Linked DNA regions of Mus musculus: all the other regions are linked to region 3. The links are chromatin contacts, called in public Hi-C and promoter capture Hi-C maps. All regions are on one chromosome and are shown on one strand. The core of a region is the stretch at or near the end of the contact, and the rest is flanking DNA. Distances in the headings are between cores, read along the strand shown.

Region 1 (3,766 bases), core at 649-3,148, 130 kb before region 3:
ACAGCTTAAAGAAATCAATACTTCATTGTTACTAATACAATACATGATTTCTCTTCTGTGCATATATATCATATATGTATCTATATGTATACATGTATGCATATATGTCATATATGCATATCATGTGTATGTGTATGTAAAACCACATAGCCACGATTGCTTATGTAATAAACAAGGAAGGACATGAGGTGTCTTCCTGTGTCACTTTCCACTGTATATTTGAGGACATGGACTTTCATTACATCTAAAGCCTACTTTTTGGGCTAGAGCTCATAGGACCTGTGTCTCCACCCTACCAACACTGAGGGTCCAGGTACTCTCAGTCTTCCTTGGCTTTACATGGGGTAGGGATTTGAGTTCAGTTCCATCCCCTTTTGACAGCATGTGCTCATATTCACAAGCCATCTCCTCAGCTCCATTTCTTTATGTTTAAAACATACACACACACACACACACACACACACACACAGAGACATATACACCAACACAACACAAGGCTGACCTTAGACACAGAGACTAACTAGACATGTTCCCATTTGAGGGAAATTATAAAACAAATAAAGGTAATCAGAGTTCTTAAATTTTGAAATTTATGTTCAGAATTCTCTTATGTTGCATGCTTTCCTCTGTGGTAGGATTTTCCCTGTCCAATTACATTAAAATATTAGTGCAGCAGGAGGCCTGTGATTGGACAGGGAAAAGAGAGGCAGCGCTAAGAGTTGCAGAGAGAGAGAGAGAGAGAGAGAGAGAGAGAGAGAAGAGAGAGAGAAGGGGAAGGCAAGATGGAGGACAGACATGAAGAAAACCCTGAACCAGCATGGTTTTAAATAGCCACAGGTAGATATGATATCATAAAGGATATAATAATTGTGATAACTTGTCTAATATATGTGGGCAGCTTGTACCATTATCAATCGTCCCTGAAATTATTGTATAGGCATCTTGTGAATTGAGAATTTATTGATATATAATCTGACTTGTTAATTATAAGCTTCTAGAGTTTTGGTTTTACTGGGTTGCTGAGGGTTGTGGCAGCTGACCAAGGGATGGACTGTCATTGTGTGGGGCTGGTGTGACATCAAAGGAAACTCGGGAACTCCAGCTCCACTGGAGAGTTGGCGGGCAGAGAGTAGCTGCTTGGAGCACAGGGACTTGGTGGTCATTTTTAATATTTCCTGCAACATTCCTCTCACTGGGGTTCTGTGTGGATATTTATATGTGGAAGTCATTGCATTCTCAAACCTCAATATGCACAAAGTTTTGTCTGTGTTAGACTGTGAAACTGGGTGCCATTAAATCTTCTTTCCCTATAAAAGGAAAGTTGAACTTCAAGTGAAACCTGGATATCCTACCACCCTCTAACAACATGATTTTAGCTCAAACTACCAGAGCTTCTTGCCCATTACTGCACATGAACTCTTAGAGAGCAAAAGGTGTTTTAAATTTGTGTAAATAGGGCATAGATATATAAGATGAGATAAACTTGCATCAAAATGACCACTTTCAGCAACTGTAAAATAGCAATCTCCTGTTGTAAGTCAGAGTGTATAAAATACATATTCTTGGCAAAACTGTACTATTTTGTTAAAACTTGCATAAATATGCTTCTGGATCGTGGCAAAACCAGTATGTCTAATTTCCTGCAGAAGAGGAAGCTGCTCGGTGATGGTTATTGTGTGTCAGTTGTTGGCTCCTTAGCAGTTTCATACAGGTTTGTGCTTCATACATCTGTGCCTTTGTTTCCTGCCTTCTTCACCTGGTCATTTTCACCTTCTATGCTTGGCTTATTTTGTTTAAATGATACAAATATTGAGAAATCTTTATTGACATTGGCACATGCTCCTCCATCCCTCTGTGGTCTTTCTCCTGGTTACCTCATTTGACATTCCTTTCATACTCCCTTTGCTCTCCTCACCAAGCCCATCTAGTGTCTAATCCTTGGGCCACTGTTGTTCTCATAGCAGAAGCCATGGCTACATCTTGGCTATCATTAGCAAGTTAAATGCTGAATATCACGTCTTGGATTGTGGCCTCATGAGTCATTTGCCTTTTGAGCAAGGTGTGTCCAGTGTTGGAAAGAAATCATAACAAGGTCTACACCAGAGTGCCAACGAGTTTTCAAATGGAGTTGCCACACCTAAACCTAAAGCACTTTTCAACAGGTAAGATTAAGAGTAATTACCATTTAATATAGGCCACACTTGTTAGTTCATTACATCTCCATGAAAACTAGCTTTTAGCTCTGTGCCTCAGTGCTACATTAACCTTGATATTTCAAACATCAGTCCTCATCATATCTGTCTTTTTGCAACAGAGAATTAAAAAAACAACCAACCAGCCAACCAACCAAACAAACAAAAACAAACCTGGGCTTTTATAGGAAGCAATGTTTCTCTGTAAAGGCTACAGTCTGGATACATGGCATCAGCACTGTGGTTCCTTATTCATCACATGGGGAGGACAACTCAGAGCTATTACTTCATACAACTTGGTTTTTGTACTGGGATATCCCTAAGGTAGATTTCTTTCTTAAAATGATTGCTAGGGTATACATTCTTTAGTGGTGTACCTTTCCTGTTGATGGTAAACTTCAGTACTAGAGACTAGTGCTTTGATATTATACTTCTAATGGAGGACAGTAGTGTTCAGTTTCTTTTTTTTTTTATCATTTAATAGTCTTTTTTAGTTAAGTAAAGATAATCAGATTTTCAACTTTCACATATTTTTTTAATAAGTTATGATTTCAATTTGGTGTTGGTAGCCATCTATGTACTTGAGAGCTGTATCTAGCATAATAAAGCTAAGTGGAACCATGATACCATTTGTGTGATATCTACATATATAGATACAGACAAAGAAATAGATAGGGATGAGTTGGTAGATAGATTTGTTTTATTATTAAGTGTGTGTGTGTGTGTGTGTGTGTGTGTGTGTGTGTGTGTGTGAATGCAGGTACCTCTAAAGGCCCAGGAGGGTGCTGAATTTCCCAGAGCTGGTGTTATAGGCTGTTGACACCTGTACCCTATGGGTGCTGGCAGCCAAACTCTGGTGGTCTATGAGAGCAACTATGCTTCTTGACAGCTAAGCTGCCTTTCTAGCCCCATGTGAGAAAGCCCTACATGCTTATATTTAATGTGACACTAGCTGTCCTAAGTCAAAAAGGTAAGCTCTTCCAGGAGTGTGTGCCCACTCGTCGCATAGTAAGCTCGTGGAGCGCTCACCACAGCTACAGACCCTTCCCTTCACCAGCGCTCACTCCAAATTCTAGTCTAGCTGAAGGGTATGGGTTCACAGCATTGACACTCTGTATTGTAGCTCTGTATCATCAGTCCCTACCCAAGAGATCTCCTTCCTTGATCTTGATTCTATATCTTTGTTAATATAGCCAAGGATTGGTTTAACTACTTTAGCTGCAAGAAACCAGTCAGTCACTCAAGGCCACTTTAAGTATCTTATCTTTATTTTTTAAATTTTATTTGATTGTATTCCATGTATTCAAATACATACAGTTCGTTTTATGTAGATCTTTTATGGTCTGCTTCATATCTCTGCTGTTCTGCTCTGTGTGAGCACGCTATGACAGAATGTTCTTAAGGCCCTGATATACTTTTACCTTTAAAATGCCTCACTGTGTTTGGGACTCTCCAACTACCAGTTAGGTATCTTTGGCAAGGCATAAACCCTGGTCCTTGATTTGCTTATGTACTAAGTAGAGTAGGCTTTCTGGAGAAGGGGCATTTTATAGAGTAAGATAATAGTTTTAATA
Region 2 (3,478 bases), core at 528-3,027, 160 kb before region 3:
TTGGGTCTACACCGGATCCTCTGTGTATAAGTTATGGCCGTTAGCTTAGTGTTTTTGTGGGACCCTAAGAGTGGGAGTGAGTGTGTCTCTGACTCTTTGGTCTGCTCCTGGGACTCTTTTCTTTCTATTGGCTTTCCTTGTCTAGCCTTGATAGAGGGCTTTTGACTTGTCTTACTGCTTCTTCTTTTGTCCTGTTTGGCTGTTTGTTGTCTGCAGTTTGGCTGTTGGAGACTTCCTCTTTTCTGAAGGGAAATAGAGTGGGGGATGTAGCTGGGAAGAAGGGAGGTGGGGGAGGCTGGAAGGAGTGAAGGGAGGGAAAAACCGTAGTAAGGGTGTATTGTAGAAGAATTTATTTTCAATTAAAAGATTTAATTTTGTTACTATGTCTGTATGGGGAGTGGGGGATATGCACATGAACTGTATAATGTAGCAGAGAGATGGTGGCATTGCACTCCGAGGACCTGAATTCATAGCTGTGGTGAGTCACCCAGCTTGGGTACTGAGAACCACTCGGCTGCTCTTGCAAGGGCAGCAAATGCCCTTGAATACTGAGCTGCCTCTCCTGCTCCAAAGTGAGGACTTTCCAAAAATGTCAGATTCTCCAAAACGAGAAATGGAAATGTTTACAGGAACACTGGCTTTTATTTACATTGACCAAACTTTAAAGTACTTATAGTATGAGTTGTAGAATTGTGTTATTGGGACCATTACAGTTCCAGACATGGATCTCCTATTTTTGGATCCTGCATCTTTGCTGAGTAGACATTATTAGAGTTTAAATTGCCTGGAGAAATGAAAAAACAAACAAACAAACAAACAAACAAACAAACAAGGGTTTGGGACCGTGGTTCTTTTTAAGGAGTAAAATGTCTCCACTTACCTATAGGGGTGACTTGTGAATATGGGGAAGACAGGCATGCCAAGATCTTTCCTTATCAAGACTTAGTTGATTGTCATGTTTGTGTGTGTGTGTGTGTGCGCGCATGTGCATGCATGCATATGTGTGTACATATGTGTCACAGAGAGATGGCTCTTCTGTAGCACAGGGTGCCCTGGACTTGCTATGTAGCTGAGGATGACCTCAAACTTCTACTCTTTCTGTCTCCATGTACAGCATACTGAGATTAGGGACTTGCGTCATCAGACTGGTTTAGACTATTATTTAGAATTCAGTAAACGTTGGGCTGTTTATCACGCCGCAACATTCAGGAATGTCATTGTACAATGTCTGCTTTTCAGGAATGATCCAGATTGCACACAACTCCTAAAAGACTTCCCCTTAGTCTGAGCCCTGTGCCATTTTAACTTTGAGGATGTTGCTGAAAATTGAGCCCAGGGCCTTGTGCATGCTAGGCAAACACGACCACCTGAGCCGTATCTCATCCCTTCATTTTGAAGGAGTATGGTACAATGTATTTGTAAATCATATTGTCAGGGAAATGTGCCTAAGTTTGCTTGTTCTCTAATTTTAGAAACATATAGAATATTGTATTACTAATTCACTACATATTTTATTATATTTATATTCTGAATAGGAGGTGGATACAAAAGAATTAATAGATGGTTCTTGTATTGAAGTTAGATGGGTAGGGATGTAGTCAGAGGGGAAAATATGATCAATACACATTTTTGGAAAAAAAAAATTTAGAAAAAAAGTGGCATTGACTACAATATACCAGCAGGTGGCAGTATAGGATTTTTCCCCACCCAAAACCAAAGTTAGTCTTGCAGAGTTGGAGTAAGGTTAAAAACTGAAGGATCCTTTCAAAGATTTCTTTGGCCTAGCTACAGAGTGTATAGCATAGCAAAAAAACATTTGTGAGTCTCTAGCTATGTTTTTTTTTTTTGTTCTTGTATTCAAAATTGCAGCGAACAAATTTGCAAATTAACACCCGAAAGCTTGTATCTACCTGTCCTTGGTAGAAATACCTTGTCCCACCCATCAGTTACTTTTAAATGCAGGGGCCATAGACGGTCCACCACGACATTTATGCTAAATAGTAACCTGCCTACTATTAATATAGAAAATTGTGCTTATTGAAATATCACAGACTTTTTGAGAAAAGGTTTATATTTTTAGCAGTATATTTCCCTCAGTGTCAAGTTGTGTTTTTTCTCATTTATCTGCAAGGAAACGCTTAAGCAGCAAGGTGTGAGAGCACTCTCTTCCAATGTGGTGGGAAACATAGCCAACAGCCTTTCATGCTGTTGCCAGATATTCCTGGGGAAAACATCTACTTCTATCTTTGGAACTTTTATCTTAGAGTCACATTGCCCTGTGTGCCCTGAGCGGGCTGGTGGCAGGAGGGACAAAGGGCATCTTTGCCAGGCGGGGTTCTCAATTCCAGAGCTTCTGTCGGGAAAAGCAACTCCCCAAATCTAAAAAAAGAACAGAAAGATAACCATGTTTGCTCAGATTAATAAATCTTGCCAACAGGAAAACACTTGATTTCTGTTTCTTTTTGTCTATGGCTTAACTTCATCTTCTGAAACTGAATAAAGATATCTGTCCAGAGACCCTTCATGTGCATGGCTGTGGCACAAGCTCTGTGAAGCCTCTCTACTGACTCACCATGGTCTATGTGACTAGCTCAGAAGTTGAAACACTTACGTGGTTTTATTTGGTTTTTACCTTATTTTTGTCAGCTAATGGATGTGCATGGATTTTAACTTCATCTTTCTCTTCTTCATGAAGGCGGAAGAGAATTTTATGTTAACTCTTAGGACTATTATCTAGAATTCAGTAAAAGTTGGGCTGTTTATCACGCCGCAACATTCAGGAATGTCTTTGTACAATGTCTGTTTTTCAGGAATGATCCAGATTGCACACAACTCCTAAAAGACTTTCCCTTAGTCTGAGCCCTTGTCATTTTAACTTTAAGTATCTATCATCTTGGAGACTTTCTAAGGATCACTGCATGCAAGACTGAACCCAAAGCCATATATGACTCCAAAACCCTGTCTCCTTCCAGTAGGACAGGACTTAACTTCCCCAAGTATCTTGACCTGTGGCATTGAAACTGTTAAAATAGGAAAGACATGTCTAGGGCCCCAAATGCTATTAACTAAGAACTCTGTCTGCCTGTCTATCTATCAATCATCTATCTATCTAAGTATATACATACATATCTGTGTGTGTATGTATGTGTGTTCACATGTATGTATATATCTCTATCTACCATCTATCTATCTACTATCTATGTGTCTGTCTGTCTGCCTGTCTGTCTGTCTATCAATCATCATCATCATCATCAAGCTGTCTGTTACCTGTCTATTTCAGGTCAATTGAAGCAGAGCAAGATGAAGTGTTATAAATAGAGATAGTTTTCCTTTAGCTAGAACTTCTGGCTACTCATTAATCTGACTGGATCTTGTTCTCTTTACTTTTGCTAATTCAACAACAAAAAAAAGTTTCAAGAGTTTAAATAATAGAATCAAAATTAGATCTTGCTTTGAACTAGCAACTGGAGCAAGGGTT
Region 3 (3,600 bases), core at 755-3,254:
AAAGTTCCTTTTATGAATGTGGGTGTCCTTGCACTTGGAGTATAGATGTTCAGAATTGAGAGTTCTCTTGGTAGAATTTTCCTTTGATGATTATGAAGTGTCTTTCTTTATCCTTTTTGACAACTTTTGGTTGAACATTGATTTTATTCAATATTAGAATGTCTACTCCAGCTTGTTTCTTGGGAACATTTGCTTGGAAAAATTGTTTTCCAACCCTTTACTGTGCGGTAGTGTCTGTCTTTGACACTGAGGTGTGTTTCGTGTATGCAGCAAAATGCTAGGTCCTGTTTATGTATCCATTCTGTTAATCTATGACTTTGTATTGGGCAATTGAGTTCATTGATGTTTTGAGATATTTAGGAAAAGTGATTGTTGCTTCCTGTTATTTTTGTTGTTAGAGGTAGAATTATGTTTATGTTGCTATCTTCTTTTTGGTTTGTTAAAAGAAGATTATTTTCTTGCATTTTGCATTTTCTTTGATTGTTGTGTCAATGTTTTCTATGGTATCTTCTGCACCTGAAATTCTATCATCTCTTTTATTCTGTGGCATCTATGACTCCTGATATCTTTCCTAGGTTTTCAATCTCCAGGCCTGTCTCTCTTTGTGATTTTCTTATTGTTTCTATTTCCATTTTTAGATCCTGGATGGTTTTGTTCAGTTCCTTCACCTGTTTGGTTGTGTTTTCCTCTAATTCTTTAAGGGATTTTTGTGTTTCCTATTTAAGGGCTTCTACCTGTTTACCTGTGTTCTGTATTTTTTTAAAGGGATTAATTTATGTCCTTCTTAAAGTACTCTATCATCATTATGAGATGTGATGTTAAATCAGAATCTTTCTTTTCTGGTATGTTGGGATATCCAGAGCTTGTTGTGGTGGGATAATTGGGTTCTGATGATGCCAGGTAGCCTTGGTTTCTGTTGCTTATGTTCTTGTGCTTGCCTCTTGACATTGGTTATCGCTGGTGTTAGCTAGTCTTGCTGTCTCTTACTGTGGCTGTCTCTCCTGCAAGCCCATGTGTCAGTACTCCTTGGAGAACAGCTCTCTCCAGGCAGTATTTGGTTATGGAGTACTGTGGCACAGAATCAGCTCAGGGGGCAGATGGAAACTGGAAGCAGAAATACTTGATAAACCTAGAAAAGCTTTGTGAGTGCCCTTTAAGATAGTCAGTTCTTGACAAGCTTACATGACAGTAAAGGATAATGTCTCACAAACACTTTCATCTGCTAACCAGGGCAGTTAATGCTGAATAATAGAGACAGTGATACAACTCTTTTTAATTTTATATCTCATTAATATGTTTGATTGATGAAGTATAGTCATGAAGCAATTCTCTTGTGTTGTTTCTGCTTGATTATTTTAAGATTCAATATTTGTATTCTTTGAGAATTGCATAAAATGTGATAATACTGACCTTCTACTTCTGGTGTCTTTCTTCATAATAGATTCAATAGAAGTCTATGCTTCTAAATAAAATACAGGAAAGCCTCTTCAAACTTAATCACTCTTAGTAGTTGTTCCTTCAGTCAGTCTCTTAGTTGGTTGTCTTGTTCAATAGTATTATCTGAGCTGCTTCTAATTTATCACTATGACTGTTCTTCCAATTGCTAGGACTTAAGAAGGATGAGCTGTAAGTCTGCTTCATTTTTTCTACCCCCATTTAGCTATGTTAACAAATCTCTATTTCTGATTCTCCCGAGTTGTAACACAAGGGGAAAGAATAGAAAAATCAGGCAGGAAGATACTGGCAAGTTTATTTAGTTGGTACAGTCATCAATTGAAAGCTATCTTTTAGAAAATTCTTTAATATTTGTTGTCTCTAGCAACTCAGAGAAATATATGCAGGCTCTCTCTGCTGTAACCTTCTGACCCTCCTAGAATGTTCCTTTGGAAACAACTAGAATCATCTCATGCCAGCTTTCTCTTGCACAATGCATGCACCACAAACATGTTTGTGAGACTTTGCTCAAGTAAACTTTTAAAGTGTAGCTTTAGTCATCCCAATGACCTTCTCTTGCTTGCTGCAAGACCAGACTGCTGAGCTGCCAGGGTGTCTCTATTCAAATATCTTACGTAGCTTTTAACACCAGAGCTGATTTTCCCTGCAACTCCAGAGGGCTTACTGAGTATCTGCAAGCAGCACAGTTGTAAATCCTCTTCCCCCACTCCTCCCACCCCCACCCTGTCCTCTTCCTCCTCCTTTCTCCCCTTCTTTTTTCTCTTTTTCCTTCCCTCTCATTCTCCTTTCCCCTCCCCTCCCTCCATTTCTGCTCCTTTCTCTCTCCCCTCCCCTCTCTCCCTAGGAAAATGAGATAGGGATTATTTAAATTCTTGCTCTCTATTCCTTGGTTCTCCCATTTTTGTTTTGTTTTGTTTTGTTTTTTTAATTGTCCTGTATAAGGACCTTGACTCATGAAGGTTTTCCATCCAACCTCTTCAAAGACCTTCAGTGTCACAGCTTTCTGCAGTCTGTGTCACAGTCTGCCTTCAATATCCTGGCTACTGATGCCACATGCTTACCACCAAAATGTCATTTTAACAAAATATCTAAATTAGTAAAAAAAAAAAAAAAATTACTAAGTGTTGCAGCTCTTTTTAGCTTCTTCACTAATTTTCTAACTCCAACACAGGATTATTTTGTCAGAGGGCAATTCACATAACCCACTCAGAGGTGAGGGACATTAACAAGCTTATAACCAATTTAAAATGTCCAGGCTTAGTGCGGCTTTCATATTACAACAAATATTTGTTATACATTTTGCTTTTCTGTAATAGAAACAAAACAAGCAAGCAAACAAAAACTAATACTCAGCCGGAAAAGATTACTCAGCTGAATCAACCAGTATTTACCAGTATGCTGGGAACCAAGGCCAAGGCCCTGAGCATGCAAGCAAAAGCAATCTACTGAACTCATGCCCCAGGAGAGCATATTTTGGGGAGAGATTTGCTTTAAAGGCTTAGTAAACTAGCAACTCTTTCTCCCTTAACAAAATATGAACATGAGACAACACTAGCTTATCCCTACAGACCTTAGTAGTAAGCAAGTACTGAACTATCCTCTACTTTCACCCATTTGGTTGCTCTTGAGAATGGTATAACTTCCCTTACCAACATTTACGTGAGAATTTTCCAGTAAAAGAATATAGGGGTTGTATTAGTTTGGAGAAACTCATAAGCTGACCTTGAAAGTTTTTGTAAAATTGTTTTTCTGAGTGTTGGTACTATAACTGAGATGAAATACTAAATATAGAGCCTGTGAGTGTTTGGGGTAAATTAAACCCTAAGATCTCTTTTTGAGATGATGACAGGTAGTAGGCATGGAGGTGGACACTGAATTCTTCTATTGTTTAGAAAATAGCTTGGAGGTCTTGAAGTTTGCTTCCAGCTCACATAGTTCACAGGGTTTCCTGGTGGTGACTCAGAACTCACGTATTTGCTTATGGCCACTTTGTGAGGAAGATGTAAAATCTGTGCTGAGTAGATTTTTCTCATCTAGGATCCCAGCAAATTAGTCCAGCATTTAAAAAAAAGAAGTTACATTTTCAAACTTGCCACACGGTGGCCTACTTAGAATGAGGTACCCCCATGTGAGATACTAGTTAAT

The links. A called contact is a pair of places that touch in the nucleus more often than the background predicts. Capture Hi-C pulls out chosen DNA fragments and counts their contacts.
Region 1: a promoter capture Hi-C map of liver shows a contact between it and region 3. The contact joins two enhancer-like sites.
Region 2: a contact with region 3 is called in a Hi-C map of liver, with 3 times the contacts expected there. The contact joins two enhancer-like sites. A contact is called at or near these places in 1 of 15 datasets of contacts at CTCF or cohesin (CD8 T cells), 5 of 484 Hi-C or Micro-C datasets (CD4 T cells, brown adipocytes and liver) and 1 of 115 datasets of contacts at active chromatin or transcription factors (cardiomyocytes).

Annotation. Positions count from the first base shown.
Region 1 is chr13:81,341,498-81,345,263 of GRCm38.p6, reverse strand. The region is part of intron 83 of Adgrv1 (adhesion G protein-coupled receptor V1); the gene reads left to right. Among named protein-coding and RNA genes, the nearest start is that of Gm32639, 240 kb to the right of the region's middle. Within about 2 kb of position 1,898, at least 8 of the 459 cell types and tissues checked have an H3K27ac peak or open chromatin away from gene starts, as enhancers often do. A contact at or near this core is called in liver, where this site is marked.
Region 2 is chr13:81,368,005-81,371,482 of GRCm38.p6, reverse strand. The region is part of intron 83 of Adgrv1 (adhesion G protein-coupled receptor V1); the gene reads left to right. Among named protein-coding and RNA genes, the nearest start is that of Adgrv1, 260 kb to the left of the region's middle. Within about 2 kb of position 1,777, at least 9 of the 459 cell types and tissues checked have an H3K27ac peak or open chromatin away from gene starts, as enhancers often do. A contact at or near this core is called in liver, where this site is marked.
Region 3 is chr13:81,209,980-81,213,579 of GRCm38.p6, reverse strand. All of the region lies in intron 85 of Adgrv1 (adhesion G protein-coupled receptor V1), which reads left to right. Among named protein-coding and RNA genes, the nearest start is that of Gm32639, 110 kb to the right of the region's middle. Within about 2 kb of position 2,004, at least 6 of the 459 cell types and tissues checked have an H3K27ac peak or open chromatin away from gene starts, as enhancers often do. A contact at or near this core is called in liver, where this site is marked.